2 separate regions of the Lactuca sativa genome follow, and region 2 is linked to region 1. A link is a contact called in public Hi-C data. All regions are on one chromosome and are shown on one strand. The core of a region is the stretch at or near the end of the contact, and the rest is flanking DNA. Distances in the headings are between cores, read along the strand shown.

Region 1 (6,196 bases), core at 988-3,487:
GGTACAATAGTCCTCATCGGTGTTTTGGAGCTCAGGTTCCATGGTTGCAATCATATTGCAAGCGATATTGGCAACGTCATTACTGTGATGGTTATATCCAACGAATTCCTCATGAGTTGCGAATTCTTTATCGATTTATAGGACTGGAGAGTCGAGAACATACATTATGTTCTCAGATCTCAACTTCATCTTCAAATTATGCAACCAGTCCATGTAGTTTATACCAATAAGCTTGTCTTTTGAGAGGACTGATAATAGAGTAAAGTTATGAGATGATGGAGGATGAAGATCACCATTTCCATACATCTGAAGCAGGAGATAAGATTTTAGTTGGTTGATTTAATCCTTATTATTTTAACCCAAATTAATATTCAAAACTAAGATCCATAAATACAATTCGTTATTAAGAAAAATGATGTTGTAATCTAATTGCAAATTTATTTTATATAGGTAAAGAATTTTACCAATTTAAATCTATTATGAAATTCCTAGATCTTTTGAAATACATTGAACTATTCAATGGATGTTTAATATCATATTTTTCTCTTCGATTTTTGATTGTGATTTCAAGGATCACAAACAAGATGTGAATAACCATGCAAACTCGCATGACATGCTCGATGACGTTTACGATCTCACATTGACATGACTGTTACACACGCTCCATCACAAACCACACATTTGTGTATGTGTCATCATTTCACATTTGTAGCCCCTCATTAGTGTGTCGGTTAACCATGCATGCTCTACTAATGACTTGCAAATAAATGATGTATGTTATCATGGATTAGCACACAATTTCACATTTTTCCTAAAGTAAATAGAGTGACATTTTTTCGAAGGTTCTAGTACTTTATATAGTATACTTTTAATGTGATTAGTGTCCTATCAAACCCGTTTGGCTAACGACCCTCCACCATACAAATAAGCAGTAGGTGAAAAAGACAATCATTCAACGGTCATCTATATGTCATTTCCTTATACCTCTCTTATAGTGTGACTTCGTGAATGACGCCTAGTATTGATTTGAATGACTTTTTAGTCATATATATAGTAATATACTATTATACATACATATACGGTGTATTTTAAAGCTTTTTAAATTACATGGTTCATTCATATCAATCTAATTAATCTTTAACTAATTAATAATTAAACTAAACAAGGTTTAAGAATTATCTTTAAATAAGCCTTTAATTAATTAATATCAATCTTATTAAAAGGATTATTATATTTCTTCATAAATGGAGAATTACCCTTTTTAAAAAACTTCATTTTATTCAAATTAGCATTTCTAATTATCTAGTCAGAATATTTAAATTTTAGACATTTAAAATAATATTGATTAACTAATAATTATACTATCTTTTGAATAAGGAAAGAAAATCCAGAAATCAAATTTTAGGCAGTCGTCGCATGTGGTAGAAGGCTGCCTATGTCGTGGCCATATTTGATTTCGATTTTTATTATTTTTCTGGTTTCATTTTTTATGCACTAGTAATTAAAAAGGCATAACTCTGATACCACTATTGGGTTTTTAGGTTACAATAACATTTTACATGCAAAATTTTACTTAACACTTAAGGGTGCAAGCAACCTAAATGGATTTATGGTTTTTCACAGTTACTAACAACCTACTTACGAAAAAAAACCATTGCCATAATCGAAATCATGGATAGATTAGATACATTTGTGCTAATTCGAATTAAGCTAATCAAGTGCTTGAAGTCTCCATGAAAAACTTCGCTCCAAAAGTATGGTAGCCTCTAATGTGTCACACCGAAAACGTGACGCAGCCTTAAGATTAAATACGACAGAGGGGAGAAGTGAGAAATTCAGATTTCTCATTGTGGAGGAGTGTATGCCGAAAATACAAGGGGTTGTGTCCCTTTATATAGCTGCCAGATAATCCTAGAAACCCTAGAGCTGAATTTAAAATAACAATATTTTAATCCAGTAATAATCTAGTTTCCGTTATCATTTGCATGCTTCCAAAAACCCTAGATAGGGAACCAAAACCGTCCCCCTCTTAGGTAGGTTTTAGATTCTCTCTATTGTTCAATTATTGAACAAATACAACTCATCTCTTATACCGTTAATTAAGTCTAACTAAACTAGAACTAATTCCAAATTAATTTTGATTAATTATGAATCAATTATTACTATTTCTAATTAATATAATCATATAATATATTAAAATATATCCAACATACAAAATGGCGATTGCGGGAGATGAATGGACGCAGGTTCCAGACGGAGGAGAAAACCACCGAAATCCCCCTTGGTCACTACTACGTTTGTTTCTAATCTACCGCTGAATGCTAACAAAGGCGAGCTATGGAGATTATTTGGGAACTTTGGTGAATTGTCGGATGTATACATCGCCCAAAAGAAAGATGCCAACAGGAGAAACTTTGCTTTCATTCGATTTAAGAATGTGAGAAATTGGAGGATTCTTGAAGCGGCCCTTCTGAACTTATCATTTGCAAGCAAAAATCTGCAGGTGAACGTCGCAAAATTTGAGCGGAAGCAAAAAAAGAGAGTACAAGATTTTCAATATAGAAGAGAACCGATAAATACCAAGGCCACTGCAGGTATAATGAATTGACATATATGGGGGAAGCGATCAGTATGGAGCATCTACACAGCCTAAATCCTGGTATTTCAATGGGTGATGATGAAGCTTTCTCTATGAAATACGCTGGCGGCCTCAAGGTATGTCTCAGTTTCAGATCAGTTGATGATGTTAATGCATTCTTAAGGGTCAAAGACGACTGGTTATTGAAGTTCTCTAGAGCAAACCAATATCATAATAATTTTGATCGGGTGACATGGGTGAAAATTTATGGTATGCCTTTAAAACTATGGGATAGGAGGAATTTTGATTACATAGCTGGAAAATTTGGTAGAGTCTTAGTACCATTCGAAGCTTCTCCTAAAGCAAGAGACTTATCACATGGGAGAGTATGTATTCATACGAAATCCCGTAAAAGAATTGATGATGAGGTAATTATCGAATGTGATGGGCATCTCCTGAATGTGAGTGTCTTGGAATACGAAGAAGAATGGCTCCCTCAAAATTCATCTGAGTTCGAGATGATTGAGGAAGATGACGACCAGGTCAATTTCAATGGTGATGATGACGATTCCGTAGGAGTCTCTGACACTGTCATGATTGAAGACGAAGTAGATGATATTGAAGACGGAGAAATTGTCGGGGATGATACAGAAAAGGTGGAGGATTCTTTCCAGGGGATAGCCGACGGTGACGAAATTGCCGACCAGATGGGGGAGATTGGAGGAGTCGGTACGGCTCCCATGCAGCCGGTTATTAATGAGTTGCCCAAAAAAAATAGTTCAGAGCCTGGGGAATCTCAACTGCCTCTAGGTAATTCCCCATCGGTGGTGAATAGTGGGAATTCCAAAACAGATAATCTGAATTCTTCAGATAATAATTCATTCGGAGAATTAAAAAATATGATACCCAATGGTTGTTTTGGGCCATTTAACTCCAAGTGGGTTTGTCCATCAAATGATGGGCCAGAGGTTGACGGAACTATTGGCCTGGATCTTGGAAAGCTTAATGAAGCAGGCCATTTAGATACCTTGGGGCCAGATCTTGATTTCATTGGATCCTACTCTAAACGTCGGAAAATTAGAAACATTGATCTAGGTGACAGAAATTTCCCCCCACCCCCAAATTTCGAGTCAGGAGCTCCTCATATGGATACCCAAATAATTAATTTAAACAATTCCCCTTCAAATCTAGCTTCAAATAATGTTCATCTTGACCCGACAATAATTTCTACCCCTGAGATTGTGCGCACAGCAAGGATTGGGCGTTCGATTGGGTTTGATATCAATGAGGAAAACGCAATCCTCATTGAAGCTATGGATGAGACTGGTGCTAGTAATCATACTCGATGAATATAGTTTTCTTAAACGTCCGTGGTCTTGGTGAAACTCGTAAGAGGGATTGGGTGCAATCGCTTCGTCGTCTTCATAAAGCCTCTTTTTTTGGTCTACAGAAAACCCATCTAGACGGGTCTCTTAATCGTGAGATGATTAGAGAATGTTGGGATGATTACAATTTTGAATTTGCATATGAAAATGCATCTGGGAGATCTGGTGGGCTGGTTTCTATTTGGGACAGGAATTACTTCACTTCTTCTGAGGTAATTAAATATCGTTCCTTTTTTATTGTTATTGGTATCTGTTCAGCCTTCTCTTGCACAGTGGCATTTGTAAATGTCTATGGTCCCCAATCCCCTTCTGAGAAGCACAAGCTATGGGAGGAGTTGCTTCTCATCAAACATTCTCGCACAACATGCTGGATAGTCTTTGGTGATTTTAATGTGGTGAGAAGACAGGAGGAGCGTATTAATTCCATGTTTTGTCAATCTAGTGCTAATTATTTCAACAAATTCATTGAATTAGCGGGATTTCATGAGCCAAAAATGGGGGGGGTTTCGATTTACTTATTTTCAAAAGGTTGGAGCGAAACTTAGCAAACTAGATCGCTTTCTTGTTTGTTCGGAGTTCTCCAAGTTGTTCCCTCATGTATCAGTCACGGCTCTTCCAAGAGATAAATCCGATCATTGTCCCATTCTACTTTCTCAATCCAGAGCAAACTTCGGTCCCCTGCCATTCAAGCTATTCAATTCATGGCTGACCAGACAAGGGTTCAATGAAGTGGTTAGTAAGGCCTGTCGTGAATTCATTGGTTTTCGCCCCCCCCCCCCCCCCCCCCCCGTTTCGAAGCTATTGAATAAATCGAAAGCAATCAAAAAGGCGATTCGTGAATGGCTTTCTTTGGAGTTTTCTAAGGAAACGGTAGAACTTATAAAACTCAAGGAGGCACGTATTGATATTGATAAAAGGTTTGACTGTGGTTATTTTAACGATGTCGATTTGGATGAAAGAACCAGAATTTCAGGAAGAATAGAAGAGCTTGAATGGCTCGCAATCATTGATTTGAAGCAAAAAGCCCGGATTAAATGGACGATTGACGGGGATGAAAATTCTTGTTTTTTCCATGGCTATGTATCCAACCGATCGAGGAGGAATCACATGCATGGCATTCTAATTAACGGTGATTGGACGAGTGATCCGGTGGCCATGAAAGCAGAGGCGGCATGATTTATTGCTGAAAAATTCAGCGAAAGATGGGCACAGAGACCAAAATTTCACAACAGTAAATTCAAAATGATCTCTGATGCCAGCCGTAGATTTTTGGAGGAGAATTTCTCTTGTGAAGAGATTAAAAATGCTATTTGGAGTTGTGGTAGCGAGAAAGCCCCAGGGCCTGATGGCTTCACATTTAAATTCTTCAAACGCTTTTGGTCGATTCTAAAGGATGATAGTGTTGGTTGTGTTAGATATCTTGAGGCATTCGGGTCTTTATCAAGGGGCTGCAATTCCTCCTTCATCACACTAGTTGCCAAAACAAAGGACCCTCTTATTCTTAATGACTATAGACCCATTAGTCTCATAGGGTCTATCTACAAGATCATCTCCAAGTTACTTGCCTCCAGGTTAAAATCAGTGATCAGTGGATGCATTGATGAGGTCCAAATAGCGTTTGTGGCTAATAGATACTTCTTGGAGGGCCCGCTCATAGTCAATGAAATTTGCTCCTGGGGGAAGGCGAAAAAGAAAAAAATACTCATCTTCAAAGCATACTTTAATAAGGCCTTTGACTCATTAAATTGGGGTTACTTGGATTCTATGATGTCACAAATGAATTTTGGAATTAATGGAGATTATGGATAAGAGGGTGTTTGGCATCAGCAAGGGCATCAGTGATTGTAAATGGTAGTCCGACAATTCCCACTTCAAAAAGGTGTTCGTCAATGAGACCCGCTCTCTCCATTCCTCTTCATCATGGCAATGGAGGGTTTAAATATTGCTATGAAAGAAGCTGTGGAAAAGGGCATTTTCAAGGGTATTTCTATTCCAAATGTTGGGCCTCCGTTGTCACATTTATTCTATGCGGATGATGCGATTTTCTTGGGTGAATGGTCAAAGCATAATATCGATAACCTTGGTCGTATCCTTAGATGTTTTTACGTTTCATCTGGACTTCAAGTGAATTTTAAAAAATCAAAAGTTGTTGGCATTGGTGTGATCAATCGAGAGGTTGAACGATGGGCTGCCCCGCTAGGGTGTGAACCAACCTCCCTCCCCTTTTCGTATC
Region 2 (6,196 bases), core at 1,684-4,183, 210 kb before region 1:
TGAACGTACCACATTCGATGCACATGTTTGCTTTAAACATTTGTACGTTCGTAGGTATGGATGAGCAATTGCAGATGACCATAATTCATCTGCGATTTTAATGGCTAAAATTGTAATTGTTGTTATTGTTGTTTTTTTTTTGTTAATTTCTACAAAGTGATTAGCAAAAATGACTATTTTTGTAATTTTCTTTACATATAAAGGATGTGTTTTGGTTTAAAGGTTAAGGGTGTATGATTTGAACATGAAGATTTATATGCATTTGTTTGTAATTTTAGATAAAATTGTATCTAATAAGTTAGGTTAAAAGGTTGGCTGTGTTGTTAATAATAATAATAATAATAATAATAATAATAATAATAATAATAATAATATTTACAAATGGGCTGAAAATATGGTATTTTAGTTAGGGTTTTATGTTTTAAAAATGGACTGAAATTTTAAGATGGGCTTACTTTTAATGAATTTTTAAAATTGTCGTTTTCTAATATCTATTAAATAAAAGCAAAATATTGATCATTACTTAATTATTGATAAATGCTTTTTAATCATTAATATTAATTAGTATAATTATGGTATTTGACTAAGGGTGTTTTTCTAGCATGGGTTGTTTTTTTAGTAAATAGGGGTGTGTTTTTTTACTAAAAAACACATAACTAGATTAAACTCACATAACTAGATTAAACTCGTAATTTTACATGTAATTAATGTTCTCATTCTAAAAACGATTAGTGTGAGAGATCGACTACAATTGTCAATAAACCATGAAATAATGACTAAATTTACACATAAACCTTATGGGACCGAACTTGAAATCCCAACACCAAGAAGTCCACACGTGATATTAATACCTTATGAAGCTAATTCATTGAGATTGCGTACATTTTAGGCTACTTAAAGAAGACGATGTCATTGAATAAGCCTTAGCGACTTGTGGGTTTGGAAATAATTAGGTAGTAACCGAAACTTGATTCTATTTAAGTCTGCTGATGCCAACTTAGTATCCACGTAGACTTCACCTCAAAATACTTCATGCAAGTAATGGTAACTGAGATAATATTCAAAATTAATTTTAATTACAAGTATTTTGGGCTTTATTGTTCCAAAAAAAAAATCATAGATTAATTGTAAATAATATTAAAATATAAGGATAATATTTGAAGTTTTTTATGGGATTTTCCACATGATAAAAAAAAGTACACGACCATGAGTCGTCTCAAGGAGCTTTTCAGAATCTAAAAACATAACAAGAAACTCAAGATATGAAAAGATAAGCAACTTTAATGAAATGATAGTTTATTACTATAAAACACCAATGACGATATTACATTACATTCATAATTAATAACACCACAAACAAACAGAAGAATTTTGGACCACGTATAACATTTTACATCATCATCTCCACCCACCTGGCATCAACCCACAAGGATCGATCGATGCTGTTTTATTTTAACAGAGTATTACACAAACCAAGAATACCAAAAAAAAAAAAAAAAACAAATATTTATGAGCAAATTGAAAGCTGCAAAATACACCATGCTTTTCTTCTCTTTCTTTCTTTCTTGAATGTTGAATCATTCACGGATCTTTAATCTCCCTCACTTGCAAAGGGATACGAGAACACGGCGTGGTGGCGTTATGAGTGGCTTGCGGCTGTGAAGAACCATCAAATTATTAACAAGCATAACATCACCTTTCTTCCAAGGAATCGCAACACACTCTTCATCCAAAATTCTCAAACAGTCTGCCATGGCTTCATCCGAAAGAGGTTCACCATTTCCAATCTCAATAGATCTATTCGGATCATAGAGTTCAGGGTTCGCTGGGCCTCCATAACTATTTGCCAGACTATTGAACCATGTTTTCCGTTGACTTCCCTTGTCAAACTTCACCGCCGGCACCGGACCGGTGATAGTTCTTACAGAATTATTCTCCAGCCATTCCAACTTTGTTCCTTGCTTCTCCGCCCTATAATGGATCAACATAAACTTAAATTCGAGATCTTAAATTTCTTTCTTGCGTTAATAAATTATTATAATGGTTAATGGAGAGAAATGCAAACCTTTCTTCTGCTACTTTCTTGTCGGTGGTCATGTACGCCGACTTCCACCCGCTGCCGGTGAAGGATGACTGTTGGTTATCGTCTGTCATTATTTTTGTATAAATGACTCCATGCTCCTCTAGTTTTGCAACGAACTCTGGGTGCTTCTCTTTCATCTTATCATATATGATATGGCTTAAAACTATTGGAGTTTCTCCTCCAGCTAGTGGTGCTTCTTCACAAAAGAAAAATAACTTCGATGGGTAGTCTGGAACCTGTTTCAAATTAAAGATAAATTAAGCTCAAGATTAGTAACAAATATTCCACAAGTTTTAAATTTTAATCAATATGACTGCGTATCATGCATGAATTAATCACGTCTTGTTTGTGCATCATGATACTACAAATCTAAGAAAGTGAGAATTAATTAATGAAGTTGGATGGATAAGGAATTTACATAGGCCATCTCGTGGTGGAAAGGAATTGTCTTATCTTGAGGAGCTTCGTTGGTGGTGTAAACCCGGCCGAGAATTTGGGTTCTAGGGGCTCGGCCACCGACATAGAAGGCTTCGGGGAAGCCAAAAGCTTCGACAATGTCATTGAAGTCGGAAGTGGAGGTAACAGGGAAGCCTCGGAAGAGGATAGCACCTCTTTTCTGGAGAAGAGACTCCAGCCATGGCTTGTGAGCTTTAATCGCTTCTTCAAACCCACTGAGTTTTGCTTTTGTAGTAAAATCAGTGTTGGAGATTGGGGTTAACACCGCCGGGAAGAGAGCACCATCGCCGTCGGGTTTTTGTTGAGGTAATTCTATTTCTCTAAAGAATTTGCCGGAACCCATTTCGATTGTGTGTTTGTGTTTGGGGTGGAGTGGAGTGGGATACTTGGCATGCATCGTACATTGGGCTATATATAGGGATGATCATGAAATTTACGCGTGTGATGCTTAAGAAATGAACATGTTTTTAACTAATAATATAGAAAATCATCATTTTCATAAATAGTCACCAACAAATTATGCAAGTTCCGTACTATAAAAACCTTAAAACAATTTTTTTTAAATGTATTTTATTAAGAAATTATTCACACCTTGAAAAATACAAAAATGTTATACATGGTTTTAAAAAAAATATGTTTGGTCCTTAAATTTTTCTTTAAAATATATTCTGTGTAATTTGAAATTTTTTAATAAGTTGTATTTATGGCTAACATTGTATATTTTTGTTTGTTAAGTTTGAACATGTGACAGTGAAATCGTCTTTTATGAATCACATGAATCATTTTTTAAAATTATGTAATTGATATCTATATGTTTGGGATATGATATGTGTTTATTTAACTATGTATTTTATATCATTATTTTAATATAGTTGAGTAAAAATGTTATCTTTTAAGATATATAATATTAAATATGCTTTCAAATGTTCAATTACAGTTAAAATTGGAGCTGAGATGCAAAATGGGGACACCGAAGTTGAAAAAGACACAAAATGAATGTTGCTGGACAGATTGACACATCTTTAGTATTTTGGTCATATCTAAGCACTCGTAACCCCGATTGAAGGGTTTCAAGATGTTTAGAAAACTAGACAATTTTCAGACAACTTCGTGTTGGTGCCAAATTCGGATTCCCAGTTCCTATGTTGTGGCAAAGACATTTTTGGGACGAGGTGAATCAAAAATTTGCGTACGTGACGAAAACCTAATGTCCCAGTTTGACAAGTCTTTTTCCACTCCGTGGCGATGCTGAAACATATAAATTGAGTCCAAAAATTAACCCGAATGACATATCTTACAAAATCATTTGGTTTCTGCAAAAATAAACCCCCAAACTGCGATTTTGAAGGTTTAGAAGGCAGCTGGAGGGCCATTAAACTCATATGGAGCAAAGATTTGAATGATTCAAGGGCAGATTCGTGATGAGAAACTTTTGGCTTTGATTTTCTGATCACGATTAGTATTCCAATTGTGTTTCTTTTGTTTTTTTATTTTCTGAATTTAGGTGTTAAAACCTTTTGCTTTTGTTTGGAGTAGATGAATATCGATATATGCGTTGAAATAAATAATTTGGGTTTTATTAGTTTTGTTATTAATTGTGTTTGATTGATTGCATCACCTATGATGTTAAAGTTATGATTTTTATTGTTTGCAACTGAGTTATGTATAGTTTAGAAGAACAATCTGATTACATCGACTTGAATATTAACTGTTTTATCACTATAGACTTTAGTTACTAGAGATCGAACAAATCATAGGGTTATGTGATATTAATTGGTAATTTTTACTGTGTTAGAGAGTTTATGTACCTATTCTATGTTTCAATTGATTGTCACGACCATTGATGAGAAATCACTAGGTCATATATTTCATATTCCGAATATATATTAAATTAATCATGTATTCCCTAATTACATGATCATGGTGTTAGTTGTTCAGTAATTATTAGTAGTAGAAAATCCGATCAAGATAACTCGTCACATTAGAATTTGGTAACCAACTAACAAATTCATTGGACAATTAACGAATTTAACCATGATTTTAAGAAGTAATCCAATTTAAACCAATGTATCAGAGGTGATTCGTTTCTAATCAGTTTATCTAGTTTGTTAGTTATTGATAACTTAAGATTTAATAATCAAAACACCTTTTTATTGCTTTCTTTTATTTGGAATAACCTATAATAGAAAATTTTATTATTAATTCAATACCGTTCCCCTTGAGTTCGACATCACTTCTTATCAAAATCTATACTATACTCGATCAGGTTCACTGCCAGTAAGGTGTTGGTGTAGATGTGATACACTAGGAATTATAAATGAAAAACTAGTGCATTAAAATACACATCAAGTTTTTGAAGCCGTTGCCGATAAATGGTTTTCACTTAATTTAGTTTATTTGATTTTTCGTTATTTGTTTTTACATTTTTAGTTTTATTTTTATTTTCTTTCATAACATGCCACTTGTTGGGAAGGTTTTTGGTATCTACAGGAATTCATGATCATACACATTCTTTGGGTTTTCCTTTTGCCTGGGATTCACGATTACAAACTACTAGGGAATTCTTAACTTGTTTAGCCTACTACTTTGGTGATTTGTCAAACTCAATCCATGAGATATGGTATAGAAAGACGTATCACGGTGGTTAAGTGGAAGATCGAACTTTTGCTAATCTTTACTAGTTGGGTCAACATTTATTCTACTTATTAGTTAATGGTGTAAAGAAAACAAAGGAAATAGCCTAACGGGTCCCGAAAGTTTTTGTTTGCACAAACCACTTCTTGCATGCAAGAGATTTACTCAATAATTGTATCTTGATTTCGACGAAGACAAGTGATTATGATATCGTTTTTAGTTATTTTAGTTTGGTAGTTTTAAGTTTTAGCTATTTTAGTATGGTTTTACTTTTATTTTGTTATTTTTAGTTTGTTCAAATTTGTTCTCTATGTTGATTCTCCTTGATGTTTTAGATCTTTGTAGAATTATATTTTCGTTCAGATGCTTTCAGTAATTTGAACAATTCAGACTAACTGTGATTTCATCACGAGAGATACTTCAAGAGAGGCGTTACATCACATAAGTGTGGGGTCACTTACCCACACCAGATAGGGATCGAGACTTTATTAAAGTCAATTACTGGAGGGAAGAGCATCTACGAGAGAAAATATGAGTGCTTGGCCAACACAACTCGAGTTGATTTTTATTCACGAGAGGCATTGCATCACATAAGTGTAGGATCACTTACCCACACAAGATAGGTACCGAGACTTTACTAAAGTCCATTACTAGAGGGAAGAGCATATATGAGATATTATACGAGTGTTTGGCTGACACCAATATAGTTGCTTTTTATTCAGTTTTTGTGATGTGGTCTATGTACAACTATAATGCGGTAAAATCTTTTTGCTTAATGAAGTCCTTACATGAGTAGAAAAGAACATCATATCCATTTTTTAGTTTCATTAAAAATCTAAAGCATTATCATTCTAACGCACATTTCGAAGCAACCCACTACAGTCGATTTCGTTATCATGACTAAATTCCCAAGGCAAGTTCGTTTATTTTCTCTCTCTTTACTATATATAATTTAATTGTTATTATATGCAATGAGAACATTGTATAATTTAGGTGTGGGGTATGGGGATTGCAAAAAGAAAA

The links. Hi-C and Micro-C count contacts between places; a contact is called where the count stands out from the background.
Region 2: a contact with region 1 is called in a Hi-C map of leaf, with 5 times the contacts expected there. The contact joins the promoter of LOC111904670 here to the promoter of LOC111904688 in region 1. A contact is called at or near these places in 3 of 4 Hi-C or Micro-C datasets (leaf and seed).

What each region holds. Positions count from the first base shown.
Region 1 is chr4:174,305,395-174,311,590 of Lsat_Salinas_v11, reverse strand. It overlaps LOC111904688 (multiple RNA-binding domain-containing protein 1-like), which reads left to right and starts at 2,237. Exons shown (of 1, transcript XM_023900420.1): 1 at 2,237-2,608. The coding sequence starts at 2,237. The coding sequence ends at 2,608.
Region 2 is chr4:174,517,762-174,523,957 of Lsat_Salinas_v11, reverse strand. It overlaps LOC111904670 (clavaminate synthase-like protein At3g21360), which reads right to left and starts at 2,933. Exons shown (of 3, transcript XM_023900410.3): 1 at 2,502-2,933; 2 at 2,066-2,319; 3 at 1,280-1,971. The coding sequence starts at 2,882. The coding sequence ends at 1,602.